Linked DNA regions of Sus scrofa: region 2 is linked to region 1. A link is a contact called in public Hi-C data. All regions are on one chromosome and are shown on one strand. Each heading gives the region's core, a stretch centred on a gene start, on an enhancer-like site or on the middle of the called end of the contact. The rest is flanking DNA. Distances are from core to core; before and after follow the strand shown.

Region 1 (6,457 bases), core at 1,861-4,360:
CAAATTCTCTGCAAGAGCTTTTCTAAGCCATTTTTATGCTACTTTAGTCTTAAACTCCACATGCTCACAAGATTCAGAAAAAGGAAAAAAAAAAAAAAAACCCTTGAAAACCAGAAAACACTCTAGAAGGCAAAATTTAGCTTCAGAAGCACAAAGAACTTCCGGGGGTTAAGGATCTAGGCAGGGAAAACACAGAGGATTTGGCTGGAACTTCTTCCCTCCCTGCAGACAGAATGAGCTCCAGGCCTGAGCTGCCCCTTTTCATTTGTTCATACACTGGGGAGCTGAAGAAATGTGAGCAGAGCGTGTTTTCCTAGAATAAGGACCAAGCCCAGTGGTCACCTATGTGTATTCTTGAACATCTACAGAACTGAATTTCTTTTCTTTTCTTTTTTTTTTTTTTTTTTTTTTTTTTTTTTTTTTTTTTTTTGGTCTTTTTGTCTTTTTAGGGCCAAACCCATGGCATATGGAGGATATGGAGGTTTCCAGGCTAGGGGTCTAATGGGAGCTACAGCTGGTGGCCTACGCCACAGCCACAGCAACGCCAGATCCAAGCCACATCTGTGAACTACACCACAGCTCACGGCAACGTCAGATCCTTAACCCACTGAGCAAGGCCAGGGATGGAATCCACAACCTCATGGCTCCTAGTCCGGTTCATTTTCACTGCACCACAACAAGAACTCCCAGAACTGAATTTCTAAACAAACTATCCCCAGGGAAGGGAAAAGCAAAATGAAATCAGAAGAAAAAACAACTCAGAAACTTCTACTAGTAAACAGAATTCACCCCCCCCCCGCCGCCCCCTGCATATTCTTTCCTTGTTTATTTTCCTTTTGGTTTCCCCTGACTTGCAGGAAAGTTCCCTTTGGAAATGTTGGTTTTTGGCGGATGTACAGTGAGAAATGGGGAGGGGATTTTGTTCCTTTGCTACCAGGAGTTTTGAATCCCTGCTGGGGCAAAGGAAGCATGTGTGTGTAACAGCTATGGGCGGGCTGAAGGATGCTAGTGGGGGTCCAAGTGAAAGTGCTTCCTGCCTCTACCTCAGGGATAAAACTTAGGGGTCCTTCTCTGTCTTAGGGGTCCTTCTCAGTGTCTGCCTCAAGGCTGAGCAGTCTTGGGGTGACCTTAGATGTTTATTCCCCTGGAGGTGGGTAGGGAGGCGGGCCATTGTGGGGAGAGATTTCCAGACCTCTCTCTTTGGACCTGAAGGTCACAGAGACTCCAGATTTCCAGAGTGGCTGAGGTTTCACCCTTCTAACCTGCTATGGTTTCAGTCTTGTGTTATCATAAAGCAAACAGCAACAGAGTGCAATCAGACACACTAAGCTGACCACAAGCAGGCTCAATCAAGGTTTTATTCCCTCAGTGACATTTATCTCCTACTGCTACGCTTTTTTTTTTTTTTTTTTTTGGCTCTTGGGTCTCTTCATTCTCATTCTGACCATCCCCAGAAAGTAAAACCATTGAAGGAAAAGCATCATTTTTTAGCTTCTTTTCAAAAGAGAGATGCCTTTATTTTCAACCAATCAAGTCTCTTCTTTTCCCTCTGTACAAAGGAGAACCCTCGTTCAAGGGAATCAGTTGGACTTACTTCAGAATAACCTGACACACTTCCCTTCCCATTTCTGCCTGATGAAAGCAACTCTAGGTGGATTCAGGAATCCTGAGAGCCAAGCTAAGAAATAAGGGTGTACTATGCATAATCTGGCTTCTAATTAGATTTTGTTCTTGCACTTGCTTGAAACAAACCATGACTTATAAGAACCCGAGACTAAAATACCCCCCCCGCCCCCGCCTTCAATTCCTTTAAATCCAGTTTCTGTGAATCCTCTCAGATTAGCTTTCCTCCTTAAGCTTAGAAGAATTCCTCAAGCAGCCCACCGTGCCTACTTCTGCTCAATTTACTGGGATTTCTCAAAAACCACCCCGAGGACTGAGAAATCAAAGCCACTCTTCTGGATACCCGCAATTAAGTGTGTTTATTTGGATGGAGGGTGTTGCATTTCTGACTCGGTTGAGGAGGGTCCGGCGGTCCTGCCTGGGCGGGTCTCCCAAGTGCAGCCACCAACAGGTGCAAGAACGCGACAGCAGGACCCAAGTGACCCCAGCCTCCGGTGGCGTGCTTACCCAGCCGAGCGGAAGCCCGGGCGGTGGCCGGGGCGCCAGCTTCCAGGCCTTCCTGCTCATCTTCTGAGCCGCGGCTGAGGCTGTAACTGCTGTAGCCGCGGTGCAGCGCGAACTTGCAGACGTTTCGGCCGCGCGCCGTGCAGTTGAAGAGGTAGCAGCCGAGCGCGGCGGCCGGGGACGCGGGCCGCCGGGACAGCTCCACCACCGCCACGGAACAGCGCGGCTCGAGGCAGCAGGCGGCCAGGCACTGCCGCCAGTCCCGCACGGCCGCCGGCGCCCTCAGAAAGCTGGCGCCGGCGGCGATGGAGTCCTTGGTGCGGATGATGGCGTCGGGCATGGCACTGTAGCCGCCGCCGCCCGGGCCCGGGCAGCCTTCCTGGGGGCCGCCGCCCGCGCGCAGCTCCAGCTCCAGCTCCTCCTGCGGTCGTTCTTGCTGCAGCTGCCGGCGGAACTCCTCCAGCAGCTGCTCCACTCCCGAGAGCTGCGCATGCAGCTCGGAGAGCGGCGCGGAGGGCGATGCTGCCGCGCGGCCGCTGGGCAGCCACAAGCACAGCAGCAGCAGTCCGTGCAGTGCCGGGCGCCGCGGAGGCCGCTTGCGCCCCGAACCCGTGCTCTCCCGGGTGGCAGAGGCCATGGCGGCCGGTGGCGGAGGAAGCGAGCCGAGGAGGGGCCGCAGAGCGCGAGGGAGCCGGGCGAGCTCGGGGCTGCGGCCTTCCTGCGAGGTCGCGGCGGGCGCTAGGCCCCGGCGCCTCAGAGCGCAGCCTCCCCGGGGCCCCGCTGCGCCCCCGAGGTTGCGGGAGCGCGGTCGCCCGCGGGCACGGCAGCAGCGAGAGGCATAGCCGGCTCGGCCCTATACCGCTCTGCGTCCTTTCCGGGGGTTTCTGGGGCGCCGGCGCCTCTCCGCCGCCGGTCAGGGCGCCCTCGGTGAAGATCAGCACCGGGGAGGTGAACAGTGGCCGTGGGGGCGGGGCGTGCCAAGCCCCGCCCAGGCCCGCCCCTCCCGCCCCCTTCCTTTGCTCGCGTGGACTCCGCCCACACCCGGAGGTTTCCCTGGGTTTAAGCGAAAGTAACTCCGCAGCAGAGCGCCCCCGGAAAGGGACTTTGTGCCTGTGGCCCTCTGAATCTGGGCGGGGTTCATGTCTAAGAACCCTGGGCTTTATTAACTAGCCAGAGATGCTCAGTTGCCGGCTCAGAGGGGTACGGGCACTTGGGGTGAAAGGAAGGGGGGTGTCCACACATCCTTGTGACCTCAGAGCCCGCTCCAGCGACTGGGGAACCATCAGGCACTCTCTTCGGTCCTTCACTCTGATTGTCTCCTCCACCTTATGTCCCCAGGCCTAATTGTGGAACAGATGGCGGGCGGTGCTGTGGAAAAATACGCAAATAGCCGTCACATTCCCTGTGGAAATCTGAACACAGTCAATTAGAGGACATGATGACGTCACTCACTGCGTGTGCAGAGGCCTTCAGCTGAGGTCTTGTAAGATCTAGAGAAATGGTGTTTTCTGTGACTTAATAAAACGTATGAAAAGACGTCTGAAAACCTCCCACCCAGGGAAGGCTTACACCTGGGAGTTCTAGCTGCCTGTGATCTTTATTTCTGAGTCCATTTCTTTTTTCTTTTTCTCTTTAGGGCCGCACCTGTTAGCATATGGAAGTTCCAGGGCTAGGGGTTGAATTGGAGCTGCAGCTTCCAGCCTATGCCCCAGCCCCAGCCCCAGCCACACCACCACCAGATCCCAGCCGATTTGTGACCTACTTGGCAGCATTCAGCATCCATGGATCCTTAACACACTGAGGGAGACCCCTGATCCACCTGGCAATCCTCGTGCATACTAGCTGGGTTCTTAACCCTCTGAGTTCCTTTCTATTGACTCATTTTTCTCTTGATAATGAATCACATTTTCTTTTTAGCACACCCAGAAATTTTTTATTAGAAACTTGAACGTTGTGAATGGTACATCATTAAATGTATTTTCTAGGAAGCTAAAAATAAATAGCTGGGTAGGAAAACAGCAGTCTCTGCCATAATTTTTATTTTCACAGCTGACATTTAGGAGCCCATTGCTTTCAGTCCAGAACAGAGTAGGAGGCGAAATTAGATAAAGTGAAAGTAAAAATAGAAAAAAAGAAAAGAGAAAAAAATAAACCTAGTAGTTCTTGTGAGGGAGAAATTAAAAATTTTTTTTGTGTATGTGCGGGGGTGTATTTGAGTGCTTTTGAGGCTGAAAAAAAAAAAAAAAAAAAAAAAAAGGATCTCTTAGCCCTGAAGGCTATGTCTGGGGAGCAGCACTTGGGCTTCAGTTTCTTGCATCTCTGAGGTGTTTACCCCACTTGAATTCAGTAACTTTCAGATGTCCTGGAAGTCATGTAAATTCCTTTTCTTTTCCTTTTTTTTTTTTTTTTTTTTTTTTTGATCTTTTTGCCATTTCTTGGGCCACTCCTGCGGCATGTGGAGGTTCCCAGGCTAGGGGTCCATTCGCCGCCGGCCTACGCCACAGCCACAGCAACGCGGGATCCGAGCCGCGTCTGCGACCTACACCACAGCTCACGGCAACGCCGGATCCGTAACCCACTGAGCAAGGGCACGGATTGAACCTGCAACCTCATGGTTCCTAGTCGGATTCGTTAACCACTGCGCCACGACGGGAACTCCCCTTTTCTTGTTTGGCCACACTTGCCACATATGGAAGTTCCCCAGCTGGAAAGGAATTCTGAGCCACCACTGCGACCTACACCACAGCTGTGGCAATGATGGAGCCCTAAGCCACTGCGTCACAGCAGGAACTCCTTCATTTTTGCTTAGACCTCAAAGCATGAGTAAGCTTGGCTTGGTATGAGGAGAAACTTTCACAAGTGATAAAAATGGCCCTTGCTGATATCATCTTCTAACCTTCTAAAGGCTAGTTATTATTATAATGATTAGTATTAAAATAAACATGTATAGGAGTTCCTGTTGTGGCTCAGCAAGTTACAAACCAGACTAGCATCCTTGAGGATACGGGTTTGATCCTTGGCCTGGCTCAGTGGGTTAAAGATCTGGTGTTGCCACCAGGTGCAGTGTAGGTCCCATATGTGCCCTGGCTCTGGCATGGCTGTGGCTGTGGTGTAGGCTGGCAGCTGCAGCTCCGATTCAGCCCCTAGCTTGGGAACTTCCATATGCTGCAGGTGCAGTCCTAAAGAGAAAAAAAAAAAGTGTATAATATGATAATATGATATAATATTAAGTAACAATTATGTGATTTCCTAGTTTGCAAACACTTGCATGTATATGGTCTCAATGGTAGATGAACCTGTGACCTCACTCTCGTCTTAGGGGCAGGAAAGGAGGGTCAGACCGAGACCCAGCTCATCTACTCCACAGGGTGGGGGCGGGGTGACGAGGGAGAGGGGGAGGGACGGCGTTGCTCAGGGCATCACGTCCAGGCCCTTCCAGCACCAACCAAATTTCCCCGGTTTGCTTACTTCACAGTTTTTTTAAGAAAGATGAAATGACTTAATGATTTCTTTTTCTTTTACTGTTAGCAGAGGTTATTTCCGGGGTATGAGATGGGAACAGTGAAGCAGAGTGTTTACTTTCTTACTTCATGAGTCTTTATATCAGTTGAATTTTTTATAATGATTTACGATTAAGGAAATAAATCACTTATCTCCAAATGCTAATTCTTTCTCCTTTCAGTTTTTTTTGGGTATAAAATATCTTTGATTTGAAAGCCTAAATGTCAAAACCTTGTGAACGGACAGAATTTTACTATGAGGATGCAAATGTCAGGACTGCGATCTTAATAGATGGAGATGTGTCTCTGTTTTAGCTCATTCAGGGTAAACGTCCAGCAAATTGAGATTTGCACACTGAGGTCAATTTATTGAAGGTTGGAATGAGACTGTCATCCAAGAAATGGATTTATTCTTTTTTTTTTTGCCTTTTCTAGGGCCACTCCCATGGCACATAGAGGTTCCCAGGCTAGGGGTCCAATCGGGGCTGTAGCCACCGGCCTACACCACAGCCACAGTGACGCCAGATCCGAACCGCGTCTGTGACCTACACCACAGCTCATGGCAACGCCGGATTGTTAACCCACTGAGCGAGGCCAGGAATCGAACCCACAATCTAATGGTTCCTAGTCGGATTCGTTAACTACTGCGCCACAACGGGAACTCCCAAGAAATGGATTTAAATGCTTTACAGGCAATAAATAAGTTAAAATAATGCATGTGAAATCCTTAAAAGGGCATCTGACACATGGAAGATGCTCAATAAATGATAGTAATATCATATCTAGCCCCACCTTTTAATTTTACAGATATCAAAAACAAGGTGCCACAA
Region 2 (6,457 bases), core at 1,793-4,292, 240 kb before region 1:
CAATGATAATTTTTAATATACTTTATACACTTTGTTTTCTATGTATAAAAATTTCTTAGGAGTCCCCTGGTGGCCCAGCAGTTAAGGATCCAGTGTTGTCACTGCTGTGGCACAGTTTCCATCCCTGGCCCAGAAACTTCCACATGCCACGGGCAAAGCCAAAAAAACCCATTTTTTAAAAGAGAATATCTTCTCCTATCTGAAAGATTATCTTCAAAGAACATCAAGCATCTAATGTGCACAGAAATAAACTGTTTGGTTTTTGGCCGTAGCATTCAGCAGCTTGATGTGGGATCTCAGCTCCCAGACCAGGGATTGAACCCAGGCCACAGGAGTGCAAGTGCCAAGTCATAATCACTAGACCCCCAGGGAAGTCGCCACGCTAGGCTTTGACAGTTCTGCTAGATTTGAACTCTTTTGAAGACAAGTGAAAGAATAATGGAACAACATGCAGGCCTCTTTGGGGAGATACAAACTATGCCACCAACTTCCCCACCTGCTTTTCCTTTCAAATATACTTTGGAACCTAATACATATATTACTAATTCAAATTACACAGATGCACATATGGCACAGGTTCTGACCGTCAGATTTGATTTGTGTTTAATCCCAGCAGTTTGAGACAGAATGAAAAGGCCAGTGATTGCAGTTGAAACCCACCAGCAGGTGAGACATCATTGCACAAACCACTTGCCCGTTCTTAATATTGTTGGGTATCTCAGAGTAGGCAAGGAATTAGTTAAATGACTGCAGTTTACTGTTCAAAGATCTTGTAGTTTACCCTGGGGGAAAGGGTTGTTAAGAGGAAGAGGAACTAAAAGAGAAACAGAGATTTGTGTTTTTAACATCAAAAGTTTTATGTTTTATTTTTATTTATTTATTTATTTATTTTTGTCTTTTTGCCATTTCTTGGGGCGCTCCCGCGGAAAATGGAGGTTCCCAGGCTAGGGGTCGAATCAGAGCTGTAGCCACAGCCACAGCAATGCAGGATCTGAGCTGCGTCTGCAACCTACACCACAGCTCACGGCAACACCGGATCCTTAACCCACTGAGTGAGGCCAGGGATCGAACCTGCAACCTCATGGTTCCTAGTTGGATTCCTTAACCACTGAGCCATGGGGAACTCCCAAAAGTTTTATTTTAAAGAAACACTGTTTCTAACTCTGCCTGAATGGCAACACCTCCAAGTTCTTCCCTATGCAATCCTGTTAACACGAAATGCCTAAATTTCTTGGCATTTTCTCTGTTAACCTTAAACATAAAATAGCTAGTTATTTTACCATCAAAATGAGTTTATTTAGAAATAACAGAAGAACTGCAGTAAAGGCCTTGCAAAGTAGGTGAACCGGAAATTACATTGCAGAACAAAGGAGAGGGACTGGCTTTTATAGAGGAAAGGGGGAAGTTGGGAGGGGCTATTTTGAGTAAAAGTCCTTCGGAACAGAGCAGGAGTTCTAACTTTTTTTGGGGGGGGGCACACCCATGGCATATGGAAGTTCCCAGGCCAGGGAATGCGAGGCTGCAAGACCTACCTGGATCCTTTAATCCATTGTGCGCAAGGAGGAAGGAACCTGGCTGTAGAGATGCCACCACTCCCATTGTGCCACAGCAGGAACTCCTCTCAGGCTTTATTTTAAATGGAGTTTCTCCTATTTATTTTCACATCTGCTTTAAAGGGTTTCATAAAACAATTTTTCAAAATTTTTATTATAGTTGATTTACAGTGTTCTGTCAATTTCTGCTGTAAACTGACCCAGTTATACATATACATACATTCTCTTTCTTACATTGTCCTCCATCATGTTCCATCACAAGTGATTAGGTATAGTTCTCTGTGGATTAAAAAAAAATTTTTTTTTTAATCTGATGGGGGGAAGAAAAAAATCTATCATCTCCAATTTATAGATTAAGAAACTGACCAGAAAGGCCCTGAGAGCTCAGGGGGCCCAGCTTCCAGTGGAGAGTGTTGTTCCCTTGGGTTGCCAATGATCCTCAACCTTGGCACAATAAATCACTTGGGGAAATTTGAAAACTACCAATGCCCCAGTGGCAGCCCAAACTCATTAAATCAGAAGCTCCAGTGCCCCCAAAGACACCAGCATTGGTAATTTTTATTTGTTTATTTATTTTTTCTGCCTCACCTGAAGCATAAGGAAGTTCCCAGATTAGGGGTCCTATCTGAGCTGCAGCTGAGGCCTAAAGCCACATCTGCTGGATCCACCCCACGCCCTCCCCCTATGCTTTCCGCCCCCAGCTTTTGGCTACACTGGATCCCTAACCCACTGAGGGAGGCTAGGGATGGAACTTGCATCTTCTCATAGACAACAGTTGGTACTTAATGCGCTGAGCCATAACAGGAACTTCTAGAATCAATTTTTTTTGGGGGGTGTCTTTTTAGGGCCGCCCCTGAGGCACATGGTGGTTCCCAGGCTAGGGAGCTGTAGCTGCCGCCTAAGCCAGAGCCACAGCAATGTGAGATCTGAGCTGCTTCGTCTGCAACCTACACCGCAGCTCATGGCAACACCGGATCTTTAACCCACTGAGAGAGGCCAGGGAGGGAACCAAGTCTTCATGGATGCTAGTTGGGGTGAGTTAACCGCTGAGCCACGACGGGAACTCCCGGAATCAGTAATTTTTAAACGTACTCAGGCAATTACCAAGAGCAAACAAAGGTGAGAAGTACCTATTTAATAAAATTTCTCCTCAAACGTGATATACCTTTATTAATATGTTTACAGCAGTGTTCTCATATATTACCATATTTTCACTTTATAGATATGGATAAATACACACAGACATAGCTATATCCATATACAGTATACATTAATTCAAAAATAATGGCAACGAAAATGTTTACACTCAGTTAAGGAAATTCTCTCCAAATCAGAGGGCTGGTTTAAGGGCAAAAACAGACTTTCTGAGACTTGACCCCGCCCCTAACGTTGCATCGTGGTCCTGCAGCCCCGGACCTCTGAGGCTCTCGGAGTCTTCCGGTCCCGCCTGGCTCTCGCCCCACCCCCTCCAAGCCCCGCCCCCAGGAGAGGCTCCGCCCCTCGGGCCAGCTCTGCCCTCGGCTCCTTGTTGCCCGCTGACCCCGCCGCCCCCCACCGGCCGGTCCAAGATGGAGGGCGCTTCGCGGGCGCCGCTGGCCCTCCAGCTGCTCCTCCTCGCGGCCCTGCCGGCCGCTTGCTGGTTAACCAGGGGGACCCTTGAGCCGCCGCTGCCTCCCGGAGCCCTAAAGGTAGGGCCAGGCGAACACGGCTCGGCCGTACCTCCCCCGGGATCCTGGGAGGAATCCCGGGCCGGGTATGTGGGACTGCGGCGTCCCCATGGACACCCTGCACCTCTGGCGGGCGGGCCTGGCCTCGGGGACCGGCCTCCAAAGAGGGAGCGGGGAAAGGCGCCCCAGGAGATGGGGACGGCGGGGGAGAGGCGACGCGAGAGAGCCAAGGGGGCTCTTTAATGTGTGGTTAAGTCCGGCGCAGCCGCACTGGTTGTTACTGCAGTCCAAGTTGTCGCCATCCGGAAGGGGTTTTTCTGTCCAAAGTAGCCGATCAGAAGTGATCTCGACCTTTTGTAATGGCGCCTTCTTGGGGTAGAGCCAGGCTCTGGGGCAAGGCAGTGTTTATGTGCCGAGGAAATGTGGAAGTTGCTCAATGAGAGGGCGTGAGAGCATTTCCAGGCCACCTGTCTGCTCCCACGGGTGGCGGGAAGGGATGCTTTCCCCCGGCGCGCCGGGCTCCGGGGTGCAAGCAAGCCGGGTCGCCCGGGCGGGAGAGGGGCAGAGGTTGAAGACGCCAAACTGACCCCGACGCCGTCCCTTTGGCGGGTGGTGTTAGAGGCATGCCTTGGGAACCTGGTAGAAACGGACTCATCCGAGCGCTGGGTGGGGACCCAGCCATCTGTTTCAGCAAGGTCTCCAGGTGATTCCGAAGCCGGCTAAAGTCTGAGAACCACTTCGTGCTTGTACTGAAGGGTGGCTGGTTCTCACTGCTTTCTCCATGCTTTCTTACTGCTTTTTCTCACTGCTTTCTCATTGCTCTCGCCATGTGGAATCCGGCTGTTCTTAACCAATATTTGCCTTTTCATCAGTTGAATGTGTGGTAAGGAAAAGTCTGGACTTTAAAATTCGATTTTCCCAGAGAAAAGATACGACATTGGTGCACCTTTTCTTACTCATCAAGACTTGAATACTCAAAACTCAGGAGTGGCGGACACCATAAATACCACCTTTTTTACTTTCAGTGTATTAGAGTTTCGTCAGCCTCTTGGGTATAATAATAGTATATCTGGGTTTCAGTTCTATTGGGACATTCCAAGAAGCCACACCATCCTAAGCTCGAAGAACCACTTGTATCTGAGATATGTCACTGCTGTTGCAGCTGTTCAGAAATATGAATGTGAGACCAAATAAAAGTGAAGTAATTTCCTAAAGTTCTGGAAATAGAGACATAGTTTTCCCCTTTAACAGATTTTAAACATTCATCACAGTGAAAGACAAATGTCCCTAGAATCTGAATGGAAAAAAAATGCATTTTGACTGCAAGCTGAAAATACACTACATTGTGGGTTCTTAGCGAGTTTCATTTCAGTTCTCCTAGTGACTTTATTGCACTTTTGGAAAGTCCAGACTTACACTCAGAATTTCATAGATTAAATGAATGTTCTGCAGCTAGAAGGAGAATCTCATTCCTTGGGAATGTGTATATGGGAGGCTGAGACCTCTTGATCTAGACATTTGTTAGTGTTTGTGAAAATTTTCAAAGGTGCAGAACATTGAAAAGAATTTCACAGGAGTTCCCATCGTGGCACAGCAGAAACAAATCCTACTAGTATCCATAAAGATGCGGGTTCGATCCCTGGCCTTGCTCAGCGATCTGTACTTGCTGTGAGATGTGGTGTAGGTCACAGAGGAGGCTCATATCCCTGTGGCTGTGGCTGTGGTGTAGGCTGGCAGCTGTAGCTCTGATTCAACCCCTAGCCTGGGAACTTCCATATGCTGAGAGTTTGGCCCTAAAAGGCAAAAAAAAAAAAAAAAAAAAAAATTACAGTGGTCACCCATATTAGATTATAGCTGTCCAAAAAATGGAAAAAAAATTTTTAAGTAGATAAGAGCTGTCCAGTTGACCTTGGTACAGTGATGATATGTGTCTGCTCTTTCCATTTGCAGTAGCCTCTAGACTGTTGTGGTTTTTGAATGTTTGAAAAGTGGCCAGTGCAATGGAGGAGCTGAGTTTTTCGAACGTTATGTAGTTTTCATTAACTTAAATGTAAATAGCCACATGTTGTTAGTGGGTACCATGTTGAATAATCAAAAACTTAGACTCCATTTATATCACTATACTTTATTACACATCTGTTCACTTGTTCATCTCTGTATCCAGCCTGATCTAAGTGTGTAAAAAACTGGTTGAAGTGAGGAAAATATTCCCTGTATCTTTTCAGTGACACAGATTTACTGAATTATAAGCACTTTTCTGTTTTGTTTACATGTGTAGTCAAGTCAGAAGTTTAGTTTACACACATTGTGAAATCATACAAGTTTTTTAGTACATTCTTCTAATGTTAAAATTACTCGATGGAATTCCCCTTGTGGCACAGCAGAAATGTATCCACGAGGACATGGGTTTGATCCCTGCCTTGCTTAGTGGATCAAGGATCTGGTGTTGCCATGTCCCAGACGCAGCTCAGATCCTGAGTTGCTGTGGCTGTGGCCTAGGCTGGTGGCTGCAGCTCCAATTTGACCCCTAGCCTGGGAACTTCCATATGCCACAGGTGCAGCCCTTAAAAAAGCAAACAAACAAAAACCCACAAAAAACTTGATCACCAAAGAGATATCCAGAGAACACTTATTTTCTTGTACGTGTAAATCTTTATTTCCTATATTTCCCTTAGACTTAACTTATTTTAAACCGGGTATCTATTACCTTTGTCCTTAGAAAGCCATTTTGTCCCAGATGGGCATCCTGGGAATGAAGGAATTAGGGAATTGAAAATGAGCAGGGATGGGAGTTCCTGATGTGGCACAGTGGTTAACGAACCCGACTAGGAACCATGAGGTTGTGGGTTTGATCCCTGGCCTCGATCAGTGGGTTAAGGATCCGGCATTGCTGTGAGCTGTGGTGTAGGTCGCAGATGTGGCTCAGATCCCGCGTTGCTGTGGCTGTGTTATAGGCCAGCAGCTATAGCTCCGATTCGACCCCTAGCCTGGGAACCTCCATATTGCCATGGGAGTGGCCCTATAAAAAGGGGAAAAAAAAAAAAAGAGCAGAGAGAAACTTCCGTTCTGCCACTCACTTGTTAAGTATACACTGCCCTGGCCCACAAGCCTGAACTTCCAGTTCAGTCAGAGGCTCTTAAGAACAAAAATTATGACCTGGCTCTGAACTTTGCGTCAGGAGGCAGTAAGGGATAAGAGTTTCTCCTGATATGAAATCATTCAGCAGGACCAAACGAA

What was found. Hi-C and Micro-C count contacts between places; a contact is called where the count stands out from the background.
Region 2: a contact with region 1 is called in a Hi-C map of skeletal muscle, with 2.5 times the contacts expected there. The contact joins the promoter of GINM1 here to the promoter of LRP11 in region 1.

What each region holds. Positions count from the first base shown.
Region 1 is chr1:16,135,880-16,142,336 of Sscrofa11.1, reverse strand. LRP11 (low-density lipoprotein receptor-related protein 11) reads right to left here and starts at 3,110. Exons shown (of 7, transcript XM_001928988.5): 1 at 2,131-3,110. The coding sequence starts at 2,764.
Region 2 is chr1:16,378,482-16,384,938 of Sscrofa11.1, reverse strand. GINM1 (glycoprotein integral membrane protein 1) reads left to right here and starts at 3,042. Exons shown (of 8, transcript XM_021086898.1): 1 at 3,042-3,241. The coding sequence starts at 3,122.